Regions from separate parts of the Mus musculus genome. Here all the other regions are linked to region 2. Evidence: chromatin contacts called from public HiChIP or PLAC-seq data. All regions are on one chromosome and are shown on one strand. Each heading gives the region's core, a stretch centred on a gene start, on an enhancer-like site or on the middle of the called end of the contact. The rest is flanking DNA. Distances are from core to core; before and after follow the strand shown. Region 1 has its middle 9.8 kb from the start of Gm39755. Region 2 holds the start of Camk1d (calcium/calmodulin-dependent protein kinase ID). Region 3 overlaps Ccdc3 (coiled-coil domain containing 3).

Evidence for each region. HiChIP or PLAC-seq counts read pairs in DNA pulled down with a chosen protein or histone mark.
Region 1: an H3K4me3 HiChIP or PLAC-seq map of forebrain shows a contact between it and region 2, with 7 times the contacts expected there. The contact joins the enhancer-like site here to the promoter of Camk1d in region 2. A contact is called at or near these places in 7 of 39 promoter capture datasets (the 3T3-L1 cell line, embryonic stem cells, liver and 2 more), 1 of 484 Hi-C or Micro-C datasets (bone marrow-derived macrophages) and 11 of 115 datasets of contacts at active chromatin or transcription factors (embryonic forebrain, embryonic hindbrain, embryonic limb bud and 5 more).
Region 3: an H3K4me3 HiChIP or PLAC-seq map of embryonic stem cells shows a contact between it and region 2, with 8 times the contacts expected there. The contact joins the enhancer-like site here to the promoter of Camk1d in region 2. A contact is called at or near these places in 6 of 39 promoter capture datasets (the 3T3-L1 cell line, embryonic stem cells, liver and 2 more), 1 of 484 Hi-C or Micro-C datasets (the N1E-115 cell line), 8 of 115 datasets of contacts at active chromatin or transcription factors (embryonic forebrain, embryonic hindbrain, embryonic stem cells and 2 more) and 1 of 9 other capture datasets (embryonic stem cells).

Annotation. Positions count from the first base shown.
Region 1 is chr2:5,111,118-5,115,342 of GRCm38.p6, forward strand. No RefSeq gene overlaps it. Among named protein-coding and RNA genes, the nearest start is that of Gm39755, 9.8 kb to the left of the region's middle. Within about 2 kb of position 1,819, at least 47 of the 459 cell types and tissues checked have an H3K27ac peak or open chromatin away from gene starts, as enhancers often do. A contact at or near this core is called in embryonic forebrain, forebrain and neural stem cells, where this site is marked.
Region 2 is chr2:5,712,135-5,716,409 of GRCm38.p6, forward strand. It overlaps Camk1d (calcium/calmodulin-dependent protein kinase ID), which reads right to left and starts at 2,628. Exons shown (of 11, transcript NM_177343.4): 1 at 2,012-2,628. The coding sequence starts at 2,103.
Region 3 is chr2:5,160,306-5,164,426 of GRCm38.p6, forward strand. All of the region lies in intron 2 of Ccdc3 (coiled-coil domain containing 3), which reads left to right. Among named protein-coding and RNA genes, the nearest start is that of Ccdc3, 25 kb to the left of the region's middle. Within about 2 kb of position 2,611, at least 16 of the 459 cell types and tissues checked have an H3K27ac peak or open chromatin away from gene starts, as enhancers often do. A contact at or near this core is called in embryonic stem cells and trophoblast stem cells, where this site is marked.

The DNA.
Region 1 (4,225 bases), core at 569-3,068, 600 kb before region 2:
TCCAAGATCCCAGAAGCTGCAGAGCTTAGAATTCTGTGAGAAGGCAGTAAGGAAGTTAACCTATTCAGCAACTAATTAAGCATTACAATAGACAGAGCCAGTGGCTCAACTGGTCTGCAGAAAGAACCAGGGAATCTCACTGAGATAGAAATCTTCAGTACAGGTTACATTGCATATTAAAAGCAAGTTGGTATATTCTCCTGACAAATGGAGATTCTCCAGATACTTAAAAGTTACACTAATAAGAACTTAGCAAGGCCTAGGAAATTAGGGGGGTTGTGATATTGCATTATTCCTGAGGTCTGCCAAGAGCAGAACCCCCTGGTGCTAGCCTTCACAAGGTTCAAAGGTATAACACTAGAGTGTGAAATCCTTGCCTGTCACTAAGCTGATCCTAGGCAGGACTGCTTTATCTTTACTGTAAACATATATCTGGTTCCTGTAATTCCTTTTGAAGTCATTCCTTTGTTTTGTACCTGGTAACTTCAATGTACCTTGCCTGATGTGACTTCCAACCCCTTGTATTCTCTGTACTATAAAAAGTTTGATGCTTGACCTGACAAATACACACAACCTCCCCTGTATGCATCTGTCTGTCTCATCCACGCTTTGCCCACCTGCGACTAGAGACCCGTTCCACGCAGACACAGGGACCCAGAGGGTCTGGGGCAGTCCCTAGCTGCTGACCTAATGCAGCAGTACAGACCATGGACATCAGCCTGGCCCTCTGCTACTGCACACACCATGGACACCATCACAGCCCTCAGCAGCAGTACAGACCAAGGATACCAACATGGCCTCAGGTGGCAGTGAAGGCCGCTCACACCTCAGGTGGCAGTGAAGGCCGCTCACACCGACATGGGTTCAGACTACAGCACAGACCATGGCACCCACATGGCCTTCAGTGGTAATGTGGGCCATCGACATCAACGCAGCGTGGATGCAGACATGGAATTTCATTTTTAATTACTCCAGGGACTTCTTTATGTTTGGATTTGTCCTGTTTAGCTTTTTGTCATCTTGATACAACCTAGAATCATCAGGGAAGAGGGAACCCCAACTGAGACAATGTCTTTATCAATGCCTATGGACAAGTCTGTGGGGCATTTTCTTGTCTAATGATGGATGTGGAGAGGCCCAGACCAGCCCTAGGCAGGTGGTCATGAGTATATAAGAAAGTAGGATGAACAAGCGATGGGGAGCAAGCCAGTAAGCAGCATCCCTCCATAGCCTCTGCTTTAGTTCTTGCCTCCAGCTTCCTGCCTTGAATTCTTGCCAGGACTTACCTTCTTGTCAAGCTGTAAGTTATAAGACGAAACAAACCCCTTCCTCCATAGGTTCTGGTCATGGTGTCTATCACAGCACTAGAAAACAAATTAGACACAGGTCATCTGGATTGAGATAGAAAAGCTGGATTTCCAAAAAGTAGTCCAGAAGTGATGGGACATACCTGTTACTCCCTGCATTTTAGATAGGAGGGACTAGGGAGGAAGATCATGAGACCAGCCTGGGTCACATAGGAGACCTCGTAACAGGAATGAAGGGAAAGGAAGGAAGAGAAGAAGGGGAGAGATCTAGAGGGCAAAGTAGTTAAAGTCACGACGTTGACGAGGTGTGCGCAGTGTGTCAGCACAGGCGTAGATAGGTGCCACTGGGCTCCTTGGTGTAGATAGAGACCCCTGCCAGCTACAGTCCCTTCCTCTAAAAGTCAGGCAGTGCCAGCAAGACAGCCTGCCAAGTGCTCCGAGCTGCCTGTAACACGGTCCTGCATAAACACCATCCTCATTACTGCTTCTAATCTGCAGATCCTGAGCTCTCTGTCTGTAAACACAAAGGAAGGAATGGGCTGAAGAGACAGGAGCCAGGGGCTGGGAGCACCCCAGGCTGTTTCTTGCCATGCCTTTCCTAGGAGAATGTCTAAGCCTCCGAGGCTAAGCCTCGACAAGTCTGATGTGTCCGTGACTGGAGCTTCCTCTTCTGGAACCGTAAATGCTATTTTGATTTCTTCCCCCCTTAAACAAACAGCTTTTGTTCTTTCCCAGCAGAGCCCTGTGACAGCCCTGGTCTTCTCCTCTTTGCTCAGCTTACTATCTGGGCTTTCCAGATCTTCTTGGAACGATGCCTAAAACTCCCCTGCTGAGAAGCTTTCTTTGGGCTGAAACCTTACTTCGTCCTTCCACGGAGGGTCCCAAGGAAGACCAGGGCAGTGGGCCTGCGTGGGCCGTTTACTCTCTGGCTTCACAGTTGAGTCTGTCACAGGACAGTGATCTGAATATCTCAGTTGGTGAGGGTGACAGCTTAAGGAAGGGCTTTGTCACAATATGCAGTGTGACTGTGTTCTTCTTCTTTTTTTCTTTCTTTCAAACTTGATACAAACTGGAGTCATTGGGAAGAGGGAGCCTCAGTTGAGAAACTGACGCCATCAGACTGACCTGTGGGCATGTGCATGGACATGATCTTGATTAAGGATTCATGTGAGAAGGCCCAGACTACTATGGGCATTACTGTCCCTCGGCAGGTGCTCCTGGGCTGTGTAAGAAAGCAACTGAGCAAGCCACTAAGCCGTTTTGCTACCCAATCTCTGCTTCAGTTCCTGCCTGCTCCTCCTGCCCCCATTCCTGCCTTGGCTGTAATTTGTATGTCAAAAAACCTTTCCTTCCAAGGTTGCTCATGGTGTTTACCACAGCAGTAGAAAACAAACTAGATTATAATTATGTGACTACTATACATTGAAAAAAAATGAAGGTTGTCCATATTCACTACCAAAACAAATAAATAAATAGCCAAACAACACACACACACACACACACACACACACACACACACACACAGAGAGAGAGAAAGAGAGAGAGAGAGAGAGAGATTTACAATATTTCTTACTGCCAAAGCAATTATTTTTTTAACCATCCCTCCTTTCCTATTATTCTGGTGGTGACCGTCCAGTCTTTGAACTGCTCTTCCCTGCTTCTTATTTTAGAAGGTCATGGTTTACCTGGATTCAGGTTCTTTTCCTCTTCACCCCTAGGCATGGTCTCCCTGTGTAATCCATTCTGGCCTCAAATTTATGATCCCTTTGCCCCAGCTTCCTAAGTGCTGGAATTACAGGCATGAACCACCATGCCTGGCTCACTCTCTGTCTCTCTGCCTCTCATTATTTACTTACATTTCTTTATTTAGTAGGCTCTATTGTACAAAACAGTACAATATAACATGCTTAGTTCATGCATATAAAGATGCATCCTTCATAATCGCCATCGACACACTTACCCCCCACTACCTCCTGCTGATTTTTTTCTACCTTCATGTCTGTTACTTTTATTTTTGGGTTCTATATATTTCAAAATCATGTGATGCATGTCTTCCCAAGTCTGACCAGTTTTGCTCACCATGATGATCTTCAATCTCATCCACCTTCCTGAGAACAAGCAACGCGCTTCTTTTTCCTTCTTAAAGGCGAACAGGTTGTTTTTCTGCAGCATGCTTCCAAGTGGGGCCACCCCCACGACACTTTAGGTCATGGACTCATGAATAATATAAACGGCGCCCTACATAAAACCTACAGCTTCTTGACACTATAATAATAATAATAATAATAATAATAACATGAGGTGATATGGTGTTTTCGCTAACATAAATCAACCAAGCAGAACAAACACGCTTGGTTCAGTGGGGCATGTATAAGCATGATATGATTGCTGACTTTAATTGGCTAATAGATTTAGCTAAAAAGCCCAGGTGGGGCCATGAAAAGCCTTGAAAGGGTCACAAAGGGTGGGCGATATGGTAGAGCATTTCTGAAGGGTGTTAGCATTTTGTCATAGAATTCAGAATCAAGTCGAGACTTAGTTTTCTATTTGGGTTTGCATATCTGATACCTATTATATAACTGCTAAGCTATAAGACCTGTCATCATAGTCACACCAAAAAGCAGAGTTCTTTTGTGTTGCTTTCAGAGAGTTAGTAGAAAAAGCAATGTAAGATACGTGAGAGCAAAGACAGCAGAAAATTGCTGCGAGGCCCTGAAGAGGTCACTTCTGCCCAAAGCCTCAGTCTGGAAGACTGCCACCTAACAACAGCACCCTCTAGTCAGGTACCCTGAAATGACAGCACTGTTTTTGTATGTGTATGTGTGCATCTGTGTGTGCATTTGTGTGTGTGCTGTATGAATGTGTGTGTGCTGTATGCATGTGTGTGTTATATGAATGTATGTGTTGTATGCATGTAT
Region 2 (4,275 bases), core at 1,378-3,877:
CAAAGCTCGTTCCAGAACAGAGCAGCCAAAGCTACACAGAGAAACCCTATTGTGTCATTCAACTCTTTTTATCTTGATCATTTTATTTCTAGTACCATCCTAGGTACCCTGCCAGCATCACACCAGGGGGTTTCTGAACTCTTTTCAGACAAATGGTACCCTAGAAGACAGCTCAAGTCCACGAAGTTGTTCTGCCTGCGCTCAAGTCAACACGGAGGCAAAACTCCATCCTTTCCAGGAGTCAAACCAAGCAGCGTGTTACCCAGCACAGTCTGTTCAAAGCCGGCTCCTTGAGCTCAGCAGCCTGGCCACTGCAGAAGTGCAGGTACAGTGCTGGGGCTTTGCCAATGAGGAGAGTCTATACAGAGAGATTGTAGCCACCTGCCTTAAGGCTGCAGGCAAAGGGGCCCTTCAGGCCGGCAAAAGACACGTAAGGGGTTCACACCTTAGGGTGTTCCTCAATCTGCCATCCCCTCACCTGCAGCCATATGCCAAGTCCCTGCCTGACTGATAAACACTTCTGTTTTCCTGTTAACTTGTGCGGCTCAGATGCACAACCTCAAACCTCAATGACAAATTTTAAAAGTTTGGACCAGAAGTAATCTCTTAGCCAGGAACCCCACCCCCACCCCCACCCCCTGTACTAAAAAGCTAAGAGCCCTCTTGTTTTATTTCCACAAAACAGCAAGTACGTGCACAGAGATGCCTTCCCTGGTGCCCAGCAGGCACAGCAGGGTGACCCTACTGAGAGCTTCAGCACACTGCACAGGTCTGTCCCAGGGATCTGGGAGCACAGCTGACAAGGCCACCCTCCGACTTGTCTCTGGGGGACACACTGCAGATGGGGTACAGGAGGGGTGGAGGGAAATAATTACCAATATTTAGCTGTGGGACTCTGCACTTCGAGCAGGCTTGAAAACTGAGGTCCTGGAAAAGCAAACCAAGCCCAGAAATAAGAAGGCCGAGAGGGCAGGAGGAGAGATAAGCGCCCAGAAACACAGATACACCCGGGAATCACCACCTCCTTTTCTCCGAGTCATCAGCACCCTCCTAAACCCCAGCAAAAGGTTCATTTTACGGAGCACGTGTGAGACTGTATCTTCATGTACAGATACCGATCAAAACCAGAAACCGATCAAGTGGTGGAAGAAAATAACTTGAACTTCAGACTCTTTCCGCGGCGCTGAATTCTTTCACAGCCCCTGTACCTATCTGAGGCGCTTCAAAACAAAACAAAGCCAACTCATGCGCAGGAAGGGAACTGCAGCTGTACTGAGTGGCACATGTTCAGAGCTCTGATGACACACACTTTTGATTATTTCTGCTTTCTGGAGATGTAACCATCAAGCATGAGCCCCGGAGAGAACCGCCCCTAAAGACTCACTGATCCTCCTCCCACCCGGACATGAACCCCAGCGCCGGGCATCTGACCCTATGGTGAGATGTACACACAGATGAAGCTCTGACCACATGTCACTCTGAATACTGCGAAATTCTTCCCTCCCATCATCCTGAGGCCAGCCAAAGTCTTGTCTACACCTAGTACGTGCATATGTCAATTCCATAGGAATATATGATGTAAGGGTAGGACCAAAAGCTGAATTTCCTCGTGACCACTTTCGTCGGCCCAGTGCGCCCATACACACGATGAGTAAGTGCACACAGCCAGCGATCAGCGAGATCCACCATGCTCAGCCCACAGTCACGCGTGGGGAGAAAATCAGTGGAGGGCGGTGGTGGCAAGGGAAAAGGAAAGTCGCCCGCCCGCGTGGGCTGTTCTCTGCGCGCCCTGCGCTCCCCTCCCCCGCCCAGGAGAGGTGTCAACCGTGGGCGCAGACCCACGCGGTGGACTCGCGGAGGGTCTCCATAAGAGCGGACTATGGGACAATGAGGACGCATCGACCAGCCAGTTTCTGCCGCGGTGGCGGTGGCGACGGTAGCAGCAGGAGCAGCCGACGCTGCTGCCGCCACCGATGCTACTTCCACCCGCTGGTCCCCAGCACCCACTTACGTTCCGAGGGTCTCCTTGAACTCGAAGATCTTCTTAATGTCTTCTGCTTGCTTTTTCCAGGAGGAGCTGCTCTCGCCGTTCTCCCGGGCCATGGCAGACTAATGCTGTAGGGCGGCCGAGGGTTGCGCTGGGGAAGGGGCGCCGGAGGCGCGGCGCGGGCTCCGGGGGATGCCCGGCGCCGGGATGCGGAGCGGGAGGATGCGGAGCGCAGGGAGGCTCGGGCTGCCGCAGAGCTTCCTCTTCGGCAGTTTCCTCTTTCGCCTTGGCTGCTGCCGCCGCGGTCCCTCCCTGGCTCTAATTTCTACTGCTCTCCGGCAAAGACTTCCTGCCTCTGCCGCCGCCTGCCAGCCTCACTTTCTGCTACTTTCTTGCCTGGCTCCTGCTCCCTCCCCGCCGCCCGCCCCACTCCCCCAGCCCGCCTCCTCCCGCGGGCTCCCCGCCCTCCCAGTGCACCCGGCAGCCTCCCCGCCTCCCGCGAGGCGGCCTTCGGGGATGTCCCGCTCCCCCTCCCCTCCCCAGGAGCTCCGTGCTTGGGCGCCGGGATGCAGCACTTGACCACGGAGCCACGCACGCTCCCAGGCCGTCCGCGCACCCTGGGTCCCCGGGCGAGGGCGGGTGGGAGAACCCAGCAGGTGCAGGGCGCCGGAACGCGCGGGGGAGCCCTAGCCTTTAGGGAGCTTTATTATGAAGTCAATGCTGGGGGCGCCCGGGCTTTCCCTCTTCGAGCAGGAGGGGGCGCCTCTGCTTGGCGCTCGGAAGCTCTCGGCAAGGTGGGGTTGCGCGGCTCACGGTTGCGGGGCGCCCAGGGCGGGGCGCCTTCGCATACCCAAGAGCCGGTGACCCAAGCCTGCTGTGCAGGAGGGCGGGTGGGGGCTTGTTGTCAAGGCAATGGGCGGCGGCCTGGATGGAGCCATCGGCAGGCGGGCGTTGACTCCTGGCCGCAGCTTTGCCCCAGCAGGCGCTCCCGGAGCTCGGCAGTCACCTCCGGACTCCGCTGCTGGAGCTAATTCGCATTGCACCAAAATCTGCTTCACGTCAGTTTTGGAGCAGCTAAAGGAAACCTCGGGATGTATCGGACAGGCACGCCCAAGACGAGCCAATCACCGCCTGGTGGTCCCTTCCGGAGTAAAACTCCAGGGGTTATTTGGCGGCCAAGTGATGGGTGGATGCGGGACATGGTGGCTGGCCTGGCCCAGAACTGGAGTGACTGGACTGACTAGTGTTTGAACCCTTCTGATTTCCTCTTTCTCACTTTACTCCTGATGCTCTGAGGCCGTGGCCAAATTACACCGATTCAATGGAAAGACGCCTCTCTCTAGCGCCTTCCCCCATCAGCATACCCCGCAAGTGGCTTACTTAGAAGGTTAAGGTAGAAGCAGAGATACATTTTCCTCAGGCCTCTGGTCTCCAGAGTGAACTTTGACCTGCCCACTCTCACCTGGTATTCACCTGTTAGAGGACAGTAGGCAGCGTTTCCAGTTGGTCCTTTGGTTCAACTGGCAGGGACTACTACCTCATGATAGGAAATGTTAAGTTTTCTTTGTAGCAAGACTTCCTCTCCCTTAGAGCTGTTCGGCTGAATTGAGTAAACAGCCCTGTCTCTTAACTGGGGACACCTGTCCCATTTTCCCAGGACTGTTCCAATTTGAGAGGGGGGAGGAGGAGGAGGTGTGAATCTGCTTTCAGAAAAAGAAATCCCCCCCCCCCAACACCTCCCCATTGGTTCAGACTGGCCAGAGGCTCTGCCTTGGAGCCCTTTGTGGACTCCCAAGGAGGTTAGAAGAAAAATCTACCTATCCCTAGATTCTCAGTGCTGTTTTCCACGTTTCTTTGGCCCTTAGTCCTAAGCTCTTGAAGCTGAGAACAGCAGAGAAGAGGGTTATAACCATTGGTTGTTTAGGAGTGTGACAACCGAGTCATATGATCATCATGTTAAGTGTATTTACACAGACCTGGATGCTGCACACACCCAGCCTGTGGGATACACACGCTCACGGGCTTGGAGGTTGGGGAGAAACAGCCTATTGCTCCTAGAGCCATAATGAACAAAACATGAAATTAAATCAAGCACAAGACAAAATGATGCAATCGAGAGGCACGGTAAATACAAGATACAAGAGGGTACTGCCGGCATAATATAGCAAACTGACTTACAGTCAAGTTTTCTTTCACAAGCAGAAGAAACATAATCTAAAAAAAAAAAAAAAAGTCCAACCCACTAAATAGATAATTCAGTAAGAGTCATTTACTATCAAGCATTGTCT
Region 3 (4,121 bases), core at 1,361-3,860, 550 kb before region 2:
ATGAACAATAGGCACTTAACGCGTGTCTGTTTGGGATGAAATATTGAGACTGCCAATGGAGGCAGCAGAGCACATGGTCCAGTGTTTAAAATACTGCTTATGAAATCTTACTGGAGAGGCCCCAGGGGAGCCTGGATTCTGTTATGAGAAACACTAATTAATTGAAGCCCTCTGTGGAGGTCACTTCTAAAGCCTCGAGACAATCTCTGTAGCAAATGGATTTCTCTCTTGCCTGGGGGGTGGGGGCATCACTTTCTGGAGGGACCTGCTGATGACGGAGGCTTTTAGAAGCTCTGGTTGCCAACACTGCAATCTAAGTGCCTATTCTAAGGGTGGGGGTTTGCCCTCCTCCTTTAAGATCTATACGGACGGCTGGTTTGATGGACCTGACGGACTGAGATGGAAGAGAGTTGTCTTCTGACCACCGCATACATGTTGTGGTGTGTGCATCCCCCCACTGTGCACATGTTTGCATGCACACGCACACACACACACACCAAATAACAATAATAAGGAGCTTTATGTATCCAGTATCAGTGAGCATCAGGGACATCGAGGCAGCACTGAGGAATGACAGTCCCGAAATTACTGAAGGTGGATGGCATCTCAGAATCTGGACTGGGACAGACCTAGGGTAGCATCTTAGCTCTGTTTCTTATGAACTCTGCAAGCGCGTTTATGTCCTTCAGTGTCACCGAGCCTTAGCTTTGGCTATGGGCTACAAGAATGGTCCCCTTTCTGAGTTTTGAGATCTAGGTGAGATGTCCATGCAGCGTTCAGCACAGACATTGAGACACAGACGAGGAAGTGTCCCACGGGAGAAAGGGGGGGTCTCAGGTTTAGTGAGTCCCAAAGGGCCTGCCTTGTGACCCATGGGCATTTACCTGCCATTGCAGCGTGGGGTAGAGCTCATGGTGGCAGAGTCTGGACTTCTAAGTGGATGCCTCTTCAGAGCCCGAACCCCTGATGGTGGGAGGCATGGGGTGGGGCACTCAGAAGCCTGCCATGCTGTGCAGCGCCCTCTGCTGACGTGTGAGAGTCTTTGTCCAGGCCAGAGCATGAGGTGATGGCTGCTGTGGAGAGCGTTGGTATAGAGACAGTGTGGGCTAGTGGGTGACTCAGAGCCCTCACCCCATTTAATCATTTTATGATTGAGAGGAGGCAGTGGTTTGTAAAGACTAGGTTTGCGGGCTGGGGGTGGTCCTTACTTGGCAGAATGCTTGCCTAACATGACTGACGCTCTGGGTTTGATTCCCAGAACTGCATAAACTGATGGCCACGTGGGAGGTCCAGAAGTTCAAGGTCATCCTAGGCTATGTAGCAATTGGAGGCCAGCCTGGGCTATGTGAGGCATTGTCTTGGGGGAAGGAAAAAAAAGGAAAAATTAGATTTGGCACCAGGGAGTTGGTTTAGTCAGGAGCTTAGGAAAGTACTGACTGTGGAAGGAGGGGGAGACAGGAGGATCCCTGAACTTCACTGGCCAGCCAAATTAGACAAACCAGTGAGTTTCAGGTTGAGAGAGAGAGAGAGAGAGAGAGAGAGAGAGAGAGAGAGAGAGAGAGAGAGAGAGAGAGACTCTCTCTAATAAAGCAAAACTGAAGAACAACTAGGGATTAGATCAGACATTGATCCCTACTGTCTGCACACACCTGTGTACACTTGTAAGCACACCTATACACACACACATATACCAAACTAGAAAAAAATAGATTTTGTTTCTTATAGCACAGCAAGTGGGATAGAGATGCAGGAAACTCCCACATACCTGCTGCCTTCACATATGTGCAGCCTCCCTGACTGTCAACACCCCCAGCAGGGTGGGACATGGCTTTAAGGATCTGTCAGCCTACAGTTATAGATACTGTTATCACACGGGCCCCATGGCTTTCATTAGGGTCCATGTTTGGTGTTACATTTGTGTGTGGGCAAATACAGAATAGCTTGTATCTGCCATTAGTGTGTCTTTCAGAACAGTCCGTCTACTCCAAGCATCTTCTGTCTTCCACTGGTTCAGGATTCATCCCCTCTTCTCTGGTCTTCTTTTCAGCAAGGGTTGAATTATTTGTATACAGACAGCACTATGTACGGCCCATGTGTCTGTTTTTATCTGTTTGTGTGGTGATGCTATGGATGAAAGCAGCCCAGGGACCAGATGAAGAGAGCACACCCCACAAGATGTTGGCCCTTGTGACTGTGGAGTTTTGGTTTGATAAGTCTCCTCTTAGGGCAGAGTGTGTCTTAGAATTCTGGACCATCCCATTCCCCATATCAGCACCTCCTTTGCTAGCCCACTCCCTCCTCTGACTCCAGTGCTCTTTGTAAAAGATTTTATTATATTTAGTGTGTGTGTGTGTGTGTGTGTGTGTGTGTGTGTGTGTGTGTGTACATGCATGTGCACATGTGCAAGCCACAGCATGTATCTGGAAATTAGGACAATTTGTATGACTCAGTTTTTTTCTCCCACCGTGTGGGTTCTGAATCAAAGTCAGGTCCTTTACCTGCAGAGCCATCTTGCCAGGCCTGACCCCTGTGGCTTGTTTCCCATGTGCTCAGTAAATGCTCTGTGAATGTGTGAGTGAATACTGAATCCTGCCGAGCTGTTCTTATGGTTATCTGCCCACAGGCAGGCTTTGCCTGTGTCTGCTGCTACCCCCACCCACTCCCTGTCCGGCTGCTCCAAGGCCAGCACTGCAGAAGCCAGATTCCCTGAGGCTCGGAGGTCGCTTCCTGGCTTTATCTGGGCTGTTGTTCTGTGCTCCAGCTGCTAGCAGGACAAACTGACATTGTCCATGTAGCTGGTTCTGATACAAGGACTCACAGAAGTCAGAGGCAAAACACACAAATGTAACTAACTATGCTGGGGTTAGCCATTCCTGTTCTGAAGAGAGTGTGATGCACGGTGGAAGACACCTTTGGGGCCTGAGCTGTGACCTGGTTCTTAGCCTGGCTAGCTCCAACCCATTGAAGCTAGACCTCACTCCTATAGATTGGGAGTGGGCTAACTTGTTCTTGGTAACGTAGCTGAGAGGGATGGTAAAGCGGGATGCATTGAGCCCTTCTGGTAAGAACGACTAGTTAACTGCATACCGTATATGTTCCTGTGGCAAGCTTCTGTGGTAATATGTGAGAAGCGCTGGTAAGATGAGAAAAACGGCTGGCGGGACTTTGTCCACTTGATTTCTGGCTAGCAGACACTAGGCTAGTGAGAGTCAGTTCTGCAAGCTTTGCCCATCTGTGGGAGGGGGAGTTTGCAAGTTCTGAGACCGTAGGAAGATTGTCTTCTTGTTGATCCATTTTCCTCTCCTCTAGTTGGAAAATCAGCGGGCTGGACTGGGCTGGTGGATTTCTTTCCACTTTTGAAAATCCCCTTTCCTAGACTTCTGAATCGCATAAGGCTAATTTAATGTCTGCCAGGTAGAGGTAGGGCTGCCTAGCACTCCAGAATATACCTGCCCAGGCAGAGTCTGGGCTGGTGAGGGCAGGGGGGTGGGAACCTGGAGATGAAACTTGGGTTTGTTTTCATGGGAGACTAGGGTGTGGGCCTCCCCTTTCTTTTGGGGAGGGTGATGCATGGGGTGCCATGCATGGTAAGGGCACCTTCCTTAACTCTTCTGAGATGGAAAGAGGTTGAGAAAACCCCGGAGGGGAGGGTGTTTACTGGAAAGACTGGCCTTCGCTTGGATCAGGGGCTTGAGGAGAAGGGATGATCTAAGCCCATAACCCTAATTTAAACTTAGGAAAGGGACTGCCTAGAGGGACACACACACACACACACACACACACACACACACACACACACAGAGAGAGAGAGAGAGAGAGAGAGAGAGAGAGAGAGAGAGGGAGAGGGAGAGGGAGAGAGGGAGAGGGAGAGGGAGAGGGAGAGGGAGAGGGAGAGGGAGAGGGAGAGGGAGAGAGAGAGAGAGAGAGAGAGAGAGAGAGAGAGAGAGAGAGAGAGACAGACGAAAGAAGAGGCCACAGGGAGTTCTTGGCTGTAGTAAGAGTTTCCAAAGAGCCTCAACTTTTTCCAGCTTTGCAACTAAGTTAATAATATTCCTTGAGGTCACTTAAGACTGAACTTCTCAAGTTTAAATCTAACCCGCCTTTAAGAAAACAGTGTATCG